2 separate regions of the Danio rerio genome follow, and region 2 is linked to region 1. Evidence: chromatin contacts called from public Micro-C data. All regions are on one chromosome and are shown on one strand. Each heading gives the region's core, a stretch centred on a gene start, on an enhancer-like site or on the middle of the called end of the contact. The rest is flanking DNA. Distances are from core to core; before and after follow the strand shown.

What was found. A called contact is a pair of places that touch in the nucleus more often than the background predicts.
Region 2: a contact with region 1 is called in a Micro-C map of caudal fin, with 8 times the contacts expected there. The contact joins the enhancer-like site here to the promoter of stim2b in region 1. A contact is called at or near these places in 2 of 18 Hi-C or Micro-C datasets (caudal fin and an unstated tissue).

What each region holds. Positions count from the first base shown.
Region 1 is chr7:65,368,308-65,372,746 of GRCz12tu, forward strand. It overlaps stim2b (stromal interaction molecule 2b), which reads left to right and starts at 1,493. Exons shown (of 12, transcript NM_001435951.1): 1 at 1,493-2,367. The coding sequence starts at 2,232.
Region 2 is chr7:65,413,127-65,417,498 of GRCz12tu, forward strand. All of the region lies in intron 1 of stim2b (stromal interaction molecule 2b), which reads left to right. Among named protein-coding and RNA genes, the nearest start is that of stim2b, 46 kb to the left of the region's middle. Within about 2 kb of position 2,250, at least 6 of the 62 cell types and tissues checked have an H3K27ac peak or open chromatin away from gene starts, as enhancers often do. A contact at or near this core is called in caudal fin, where this site is marked.

The DNA.
Region 1 (4,439 bases), core at 243-2,742:
TTTTAGTGTTAAGACATATAATACTGTTTGGGTTACTTATGTAGGGGTACATATTTTTGTGTGTGTGTGTGACGACCGTTACAAAGGACTGGAAATCTATAAAGAATTAATGTTCTCATATTTATGAAAAAATGTTTGAAGCAGCTGTGTCCTTGAAAAAGACGTGTTAGTGTCATTAGAAACTGAATTGGAAATAACGTTATTTTAATATTGTCAGTCGTTGTTGACTGAGGTGGGCTGGTCTAAGGCTTGAAACTCCAGAGCTAAAAGGGAGTCCCACTCCGGCTCTGACTCTGTTTATTGTTTATTTATTTTTTAAATATATTTTAATGATTTAATATCCAATTTAAAGGGATAGTTCACTCAAAAATATTGAAGGCATTTACTCACCCTTTACCCTACTTGTTCCATACAAGTTAGATTTGTTAACACAAAAGAAGATACATTGAAGAATTGCAAATTGATTTTTGGATTTTAATTTTGTGGTGAACTATCCCTAATATATTTAAAGTAGGTCATGGGTGTCATCAGGCCACTTTTAGGGGGGCTTTAACCCCCCTTATTACTACTCACCCCACTAAAACTTTCGCGATTAGCTCATGTTGATTTTTTGAAGCTAAAACTAAATTATCGCCTCAATCCCCTTTAAATTTTTTTACGAAAACATTGACAACTCAAATGGCTATGCCTGTCTATGCAACCGTGGAATACTGCTAGATTAGTATACAACCCTACCATATTAGTCAATACACAAATAAGTGTATACAATGCAATATAAGTGTATTAATATTTAAGTATGTGTACACACACACAAACACACACACACACACACACACTTTTTTGAAAATCCTAAATTTGCTCTTGGAATAGGCCTATACTGTATCTCATGCCATATTATATAAAGAAAAATGTGATTTAAAGAAATGTATAATTACAATAAACTTGCAACTGGTAAACCACGTCCACATTTGTCGGGAAAACTCCCTGTAATGCTTCACCTGTAAAATATTCCAGGTGAAGATCATCCCAGAACCCAAAGAGAGCGGCTATTATTTCCTGCCTGCTCCAGACCGCGGTCTGTCTTTTCAAAGCTCACGTCTTTCTCCCGCCCTCAGCCAATAGGATTCTGCCATGTTGGGACCGTTCAGCCAATCACAGGCCACGGCGAGGAGGAAAACTTGGAAGATTTCCTGACTGTAAATTAGTGCGTGTCCGCGATGGGAGAAATAAAAGTGGGAAGTGATGAACAATAGCGCGGGCTGTATCCGGGTGGCGCCAGCATTCCCGAGGAACTTTAGTGCTTTTCTTTGTGCATACCGATAGTGAAGGCAAGCACACACCGCTCATTGTTGCCGCACAGCCCCATTCACTCCAAGCACCGGCTACTGCCTTTTGAGTCATATGAGAGTTTAAGGCGAGAACGCCGGAATCAAACAGCCGGCGGCGTCCTGTTGTCAAATGATTTGCATACGGACTTCCGCCCCCTGAATTTAGTTTCTGCATCAACTAGCAAAACACTGGGGCAGACCTGAGCCCTCGTGTCAGGCGCAGATATGCGGACTTGACATTTCAACTCGCTTGATATTTGGACATGAACGGCACACGCGTGTATTTCGGACGGTCCCGCTGGATTCGGATTAAACGGCACATTGGGATCTGACACTTTCGCTCTCAGAGGCGTTTACTATGCTGGATATTCGCCGGCTCCTGTGGATGTAACAGACTTCCAGTGTAGAATTGGGATATTGGCTCGATCTGTAGCAGGAAAATGCGTGTTTTCATCTCCCGTGGGTGTTGATTTAAGACAGGGGATTCCTTGTCGTGTCTGTTTGGATCCTAAAGTGGGATACAGGCAGATCATCCAAGCCAGTTCGGTGTCTGATGTCTGAATGCTCTGATGTCTATTTCAATGTGTCATATTAGAAGAGTTGACCATCTCTTTTGGATGGAGTTTTACCTCGCGATCTTCTTTTGACGTCTTGGACAGTCTGGATGCATTTTTAGCTCGTTTTTTTAGGTTGGATTACTTCTTTTTTGGGGCTACTTTACCTTTTGTTTTAGTAACACAGGTTGGATATCGGTTTGTGTTGTTTTCATTTCGCTGCTTTCTGTGTAACTACTGTTGAAATCACACTTGTGATTGTTTGACAATCCGCAGGGTGAAAACACTGTGTGGTCTCTGTTTGTTTATTTATTGATTCATTGTTGGTTGAAAGCTTTTTTTGCACACAATGACTTTCTTGTCGGCGGCAGCGGTTCTGTTGCTGCGTGGTCTCGTCATCTCTGCGGTATTGGGTTTGGAGAGTTCACTCACGAGTCATCTGGCGAACCGAGTCACTCCTGACCCAGCAGCTGTTGCTCCCACAGGTAAGACCCACTCAATCATAACAAATCGATCAACGCATCGTCTTCTTTAGAGGCTGCATGTTTTAGCAAGGGCTATGCCTTCAGAAAACGCGTAGATGCTCGGTTGATGAGGGAAATGTTGTCACGTCACGGTACCGTAGGTTCTGGTGTTATGGATCTGATAGACTCGCATCACTTATGTGGAAGATTCTAGAGAATGCAATTCGATCCTCCGCCTGTGTGTCTGCCTGTGAAAGTGATGAAGGTCAGGACATCCTCATGGAATTCCTGCTGTTCCACCAATAAACGCTTGGCAGGAGAGAGCAGGAGGAAACCCCTCCACACAGCACTGTCATCAGGCAGGACCTCCATCCAGAGAAACCTCCAGATGGGCTTTTCCATGGCCACTGGATGATAGGATGCTGTTTAAATGGCTTTCAATGAAATTTATTTTAAACAATATTTACAAAATAATTAAAACAGTATATATGGTTATAACATATTTATTAACCAGCCTGCCTCTTGTAATCATGTTGTTGTTGTTGTTATTATTATTACTTAAGACTAGCACGTATAAGTCTTTTTTTTTTTTTTTTTGGTAATAAATAATTATATATTGAATTAGATACTTTTTAATAATGACTAGTTGGTATTCAGTCAGGCACCCATTCTGCTAAACTGAAAAAAAAATTGTAACCCACAGATGTTTTACTGAAGTGATTTTACTGAAGTGTGTAACTTAACAATTGCTGAAGCAACCTCAATACATTAATTTAGACCAGTGGGCACCAAACTTGTTTCTGGAGGGCTGGTGTCCTGCAGATTTTAGCTCCAACCCTAATCAAACAAACCTGAACAAGCTAATCAAGGTCTTACTAGGTAACCTTAAATCACCCAGGCAGATGTGTTGAAGCAAGTTAGAGCTAAACCCTGCAGGGACACCGGCCCTCCAGGATCGAGATTGGTGTGCCCTGATTTAAACCATAGAAGTGAGTTTTATGGGTTAAATTATGTACAAATAGCTCTTTAAGATACCAATTGGTTTTAGTTTTACAAGCAACAGTTCAATAGAGGTACAAGTTGAATAAACATTGTGATTTGTAGTTAGAAAACATGAAAATGGGTCTTAAAAATAGCCACTAGCTGATATAAGGACATTTAAAATTCCACGAAAGAAATTACTGCACACAATATTTTCAAAATAGCTGAAACAGTAAATATTTAGTTATTAACACAACTCTATAGGCATAGTTCCCTTTACATATTTTAATAAATAACAAGTAGTTAAGTTACCTTTTTATGTTTACTAGTAACATCTAGGTATACGATTCTGAAGGCATGATAACCTTGGATAAAAATACCATGTTTCATGCTATCATAGTATTGTGATCAATGCTCTAAAATAAGCACTTTTTACGTGTCTGGGCAAAACAAAAATACATCTTTTTTTTTTTTCTCCACACAAAATATTATATTTTAGGAAACGTGTCAGGGTAAATGGTTAAAATAAATCATTGACTTCTGCTCTCTTCATTTATTTCTTTTCTTTTCAACTTAGTCCCTTTATTATTCTTGGGTCGCCACAGCGGAATGAACTGCCAACTTATCCTGCATATGTTTTACGCAGCGTATGACCTTCCAGCTGCAACCCCTTTAGTGGGAAACACCCATACATTCTTAATCACACACATACACTACGGACAATTTAGCCTTTGTCCTTGCACTTTCGAGGTAAACCGGAGCACCGGGAGGAAAAAAACATGCAAACTCGAACTAGCAACCTTCTTGCTGTGAGGTGACATACCTACTGCGCCAACGCGTCCCCCCCTGCTCTCTTCATTAGTTTCAAAAACACAGATTTGTTACAAAACATCAAAATACATTAAAACCCTTACATTTGCTTTAGAGTATAATAGAACATTTTGGCGGTTTTAAAATCTTATCTTTTAAAAACTGTGGTATACTTTGAAACCAGTTATCGTCTCATGCCTAGATAAACCAGCACATTATTTTTAGTTAGCCACTGTTGAACCAACTTTGTTAAAAAATGCAAAGGTAAATTGCAGTGGTAAATGAACATATTTTTTATTTAT
Region 2 (4,372 bases), core at 1,000-3,499, 46 kb after region 1:
TTTTAGAGTAAAAATAAACACATGCAATAAAAGTCCAAATTAATGGCCATAGCCCCTGATGACACTAGGGTCTTGTGAAGCATAACAATTGGTAATTGTAATAAATTTAACATTATTTACAATAATAATAGCTTCAATCCACAGCACAGTTCTTGGCACATGTGCGGCTGTAGTCCGGTAGCTTTGATTAGAAAAGTGCAGAGCCTACACTTGGATGGGAGGTCAGGTGATGCAGTTTGTTGACAGATAATGGTGATTGTATCACCAGCGAAAACGAGGACTACAACAGTCTACATTCCCACATGCACAACTATACTTTTTTCACATGACGATATCAGATTAGTTTGTTAGAAAATCTGCATCAGGTTTGTTTGCATCAGTTGCTTTAGTAATGATGTAACAATCAGGCAATGATGCCAAGTGAATTTCTTAGACATCAGTGGAGGAACTGTTGTCTACAGTATATTGGAGAACTGCTATTCATGTCTATCATGAGAGTTTGCCATGGTGTACAACTCACAAGATGCACAAGAGAACATATGGTAGCACTTTACATTGAGGTTCCATTTAAACTTACTATCTAAAATACTTATTAACCTTGTAAAGCCTGCCATAGGAAACTATTATACTGGGTTGGACTGTCTTTTGGCTCTGCAACTGCCTTAATTGTTTGTGGCATAGGCCCTGTTTACACCTGACCAGTTTTTGCCTTTTGTCTAGCTTTTCATTTACATTTTGGTACATTTGTCTCTGGTAAACAGCTATAAAACTCATCTTCAAATCCCAATGTGTGTATGTGTGTGTGTGTGTGTGTGTGTATATATATTACATGATTATATATGATTAACAGGTGGTAATTTGTGTGTAACTTTTATGGTTTGGTTATGGATGAAGCAAACACCTTGTGGGTCAGGTAGTGAAAACGGTTGGCTACAATTAATTAATGTGTTGTGAAATGAATTTATATTTAACAACGACCTGCACCCCCCGCCTACAACGACGATGTCGTCCATCGCATTGTTTTCCATTAGACATCGTACGATGCCAAATTGGTCAACATCACCCAACCCTAGATTATTATATTTATAACTCTTTATGGGGCTATTCACATACCGTTTCTAAAACCACATGGAAAACGCAATGTGTGCCATTTCTTTTCCTGCATTGGACTAACGCACATATTTTTCACCATGTCTGGCCGCTTTTTTTTTTTTTTTTTCATAAGCCAGGGTTTATCTTTTTTTTTTTCTCCCTGAACAAAGTCAACAAAGGGTTTTCATCATCAATATGCATCGACAAAATTTGGTCACTTGTACCGATGAAAAACATTGGTGCTAGCAGTGAAAATCTTGGGGTGTGGACAGTGTAAAACATGTACTGTCGACTTTTAACTGTCTTTCCCTCATCCGGGTGAGTTACGGTGTGGAGAAGCCCCAAAGAAGCATACCACCCAAATTGCTGCATGCCCAGAGTGAAGCATGGGGGTGGATAAGTAATGGTTTGAGCTGCAATATCATGGCATTTTCTTGGCCGAGTACTTATGCTAGATTTGCGCAGCCCAGAAGTTGAATATCTCCAATGGCCTACACGATCACCAGATCTAAATATTATTCAAACACTTTGGGGTGTTTTGGAGGCCCACCCTGTATATGTTAATAATAAATAAATAAAACATCTTAGCATATATGCGTTGGTAAATGAATTATTTGTATACGTATGCATATGAATATTTGTATATATGTCAATATATATTAGGTAATACTACTTTACAAGATGGTTTCTTTTCATATTTTTGTGTTGTGTTGACTCCACAGTGAGTATTTGAATGTAGCTGGCACATTCAGATCAGATGAATGACATGTATTATGAAAGCCTGAAGTAGTGCTGTTCATGGGTGAGGAGATGAAGGGATATTTCAGATGAAAGGAATAGCAGCAGCCTCTCGTTTCAGGGACTTTCCCGCTTCTTCAGGGTCATAGAGAGAGAGAGAGATACACTCAGACATATTAGAGTTAGAAACTAGGTTGCTAAAAATGAACACTAGAATGTTGATAGTTAAATATTCGGTTTGTTTATTCATTTATTTTTTTACTTTTTTAGCACTACTACTATGTTTTAACATGTTCTATTAAATTTAATCATTACAAATTCTCTCATGAGAAACTCTCTCCTTTCATACAGAGGGAGGCTGTTGCTCTGCAGGTCTTAACTGTACAAAGAAGGCCCACAGACCAACCCTGAGTGCTTAGAAAGGGTGTGTTTTACGAGGAAAAGCTGTCACTTCTCTGTCATTAGAAACAAAAAGTTCTCTCACCAATAAAAGCAGTAGTGAAAATGAATGCCACATAGTTTATTTGTCTTTGTGCAGTTTGTGTTTAACACTTTGTGTACAGTAGGAACGTAACACAGATCAGTTTGCTCCTCAGAACACAGAGCACATTTCTTGTGTTTTTACTATGAGAATAGTAGCACTACCAGGCATGTGCACACATAGAGCTCAACCTGTGCAGTGCACATGCCCTTTTTAGTCTTGGATAGAAAGTGCCCTTCCAAAATGATCAAAAGTGTCCCCGCGACACACCCCCTCCCGCCCTTCGTTAGGCACGCGACAACACCAGTGATCAGAACGCGCGCGCCAAATAAATAAATAAATAAAAAATTATCCTGCACATGCCCTTTGGACAGTCTCTGCACGGGCCTGAGCACTACTGAAATATTAGATGATAATGTACAATATTTTTGTTTCTTCACTTCACAGCAAGTGGATACACTGTAAAAAAAAAAATCTGTTAATTAGCTGGTCTGGTATTTATTGTGAAAGGTATTACTGAATGTTGACCTCTGCTCTGTCGACTTTGGTGATTAAAGTTCAACTGTGAATTTTATCAAAGTGAATATTACTAAAGTTTTAGTGGTTTGGAACTATATATTATTAATTCATTCATTCTCTTTTTGGCTTAGCCCCTTTTTAATATGGGGTCCCCACTGTGGAATTACCCACCAACTTATCCAGCATATGTTTTACACAGCAGATGGCCTTCCAGCTGCAACCCATAACTGGGAGACATTCACACACACTATTACACTACGGTCAATTTTAGCCCAATTCACCTTTACCACATGTTTTTGGACTGTGGGGGAAACCGGAGCACCCGGAGGAAACCCACGTGAACATGAGAAGAAGATGCAAACTTCACACAGAAATGCCAGCTGGCCCAGTTGAGGCTCAAATCAGCGACCTTCTTGCTGTGAGGCGAACGTGCTACACGCTGCACCACCGCGTCACCACTATATATTGTATAATAAATAATATGTTGAAAATTAAGTCTGTAAAATAACAGAAAAAGTACTGCCAGTTTATTACCGGGTTTTTACAACACCAAATTAGCAAATATATCACATCAAACTAAAAAATAAAACATGTCAATGAAAGCCACTTTTTTTTTTCAAAATTTTCAACATCAAAAGTTGATGGAGGAAAGATCAAGGTCCATGGTGCAATTAAAAACATAAATAACAATAATAATGATAAAATGTATTATTATTATTATTTAATAGAATAATAGAATTTAAGTCACAACAATCAGAAATTAATAGTTTCTGGTTATTTTATGCAGTGTAGATAAATCGAAAGCTTGACATTTTGTTTTAATTTCAAATAAACAATGTTATTACCTCATTTAAAATTCAGGGTATATTGTGGTCTCCGCTAAATATTTAAAAATACTAAACAAGAAAGGCATCTTGGAAAAATGATGGGGAAATGTATTCTTGGAATGAATTGGTACTTTAATTTTCCAGTTTTGTATTTTACCGCTATCCTTCAAATACTTGGTATAATGGAGGACATTGTACAACAGACAAGAAATCAGTTTATTAAAAGAGAAGTCTTGCAGGCAATAGTCAAAAACAGGAGCAAACAGTAACAGAGATAATCAGGCAATAGGTCAGGCTTGGCAGCATAGAATCTAAACGGAAAACAAGACAAGGATCAAAACACAGCAAGACAAACTAGGAAACATGCTTTGTAATGTAAATAAAAATAAACAAGATTCAGCAATGTGTGTGTGAGAGGTGAACATAAAGTCCAGGTAATCAGTGTACGATGAGTTACCAGCTGTGTGTTGGTGTAATCAGGAGGAATCAGGAACTGGTGTACTGTGAGGTGCATGATAGAATTTATTTATTTTCCAACAGTAGTAATTCACAGAAAACAAACAATATGTGTATTAAGCGTGTCAAAGGTGCAAAGCACTCATTGCGGTACGGGATGTCTAATCACATTTTTGCAATGACCTAACTTGTAAATCACTCACGCTTGACACTTCATCCATGTCCGATGTAAACGCAGCATTAGGTTTCACCCATTTGT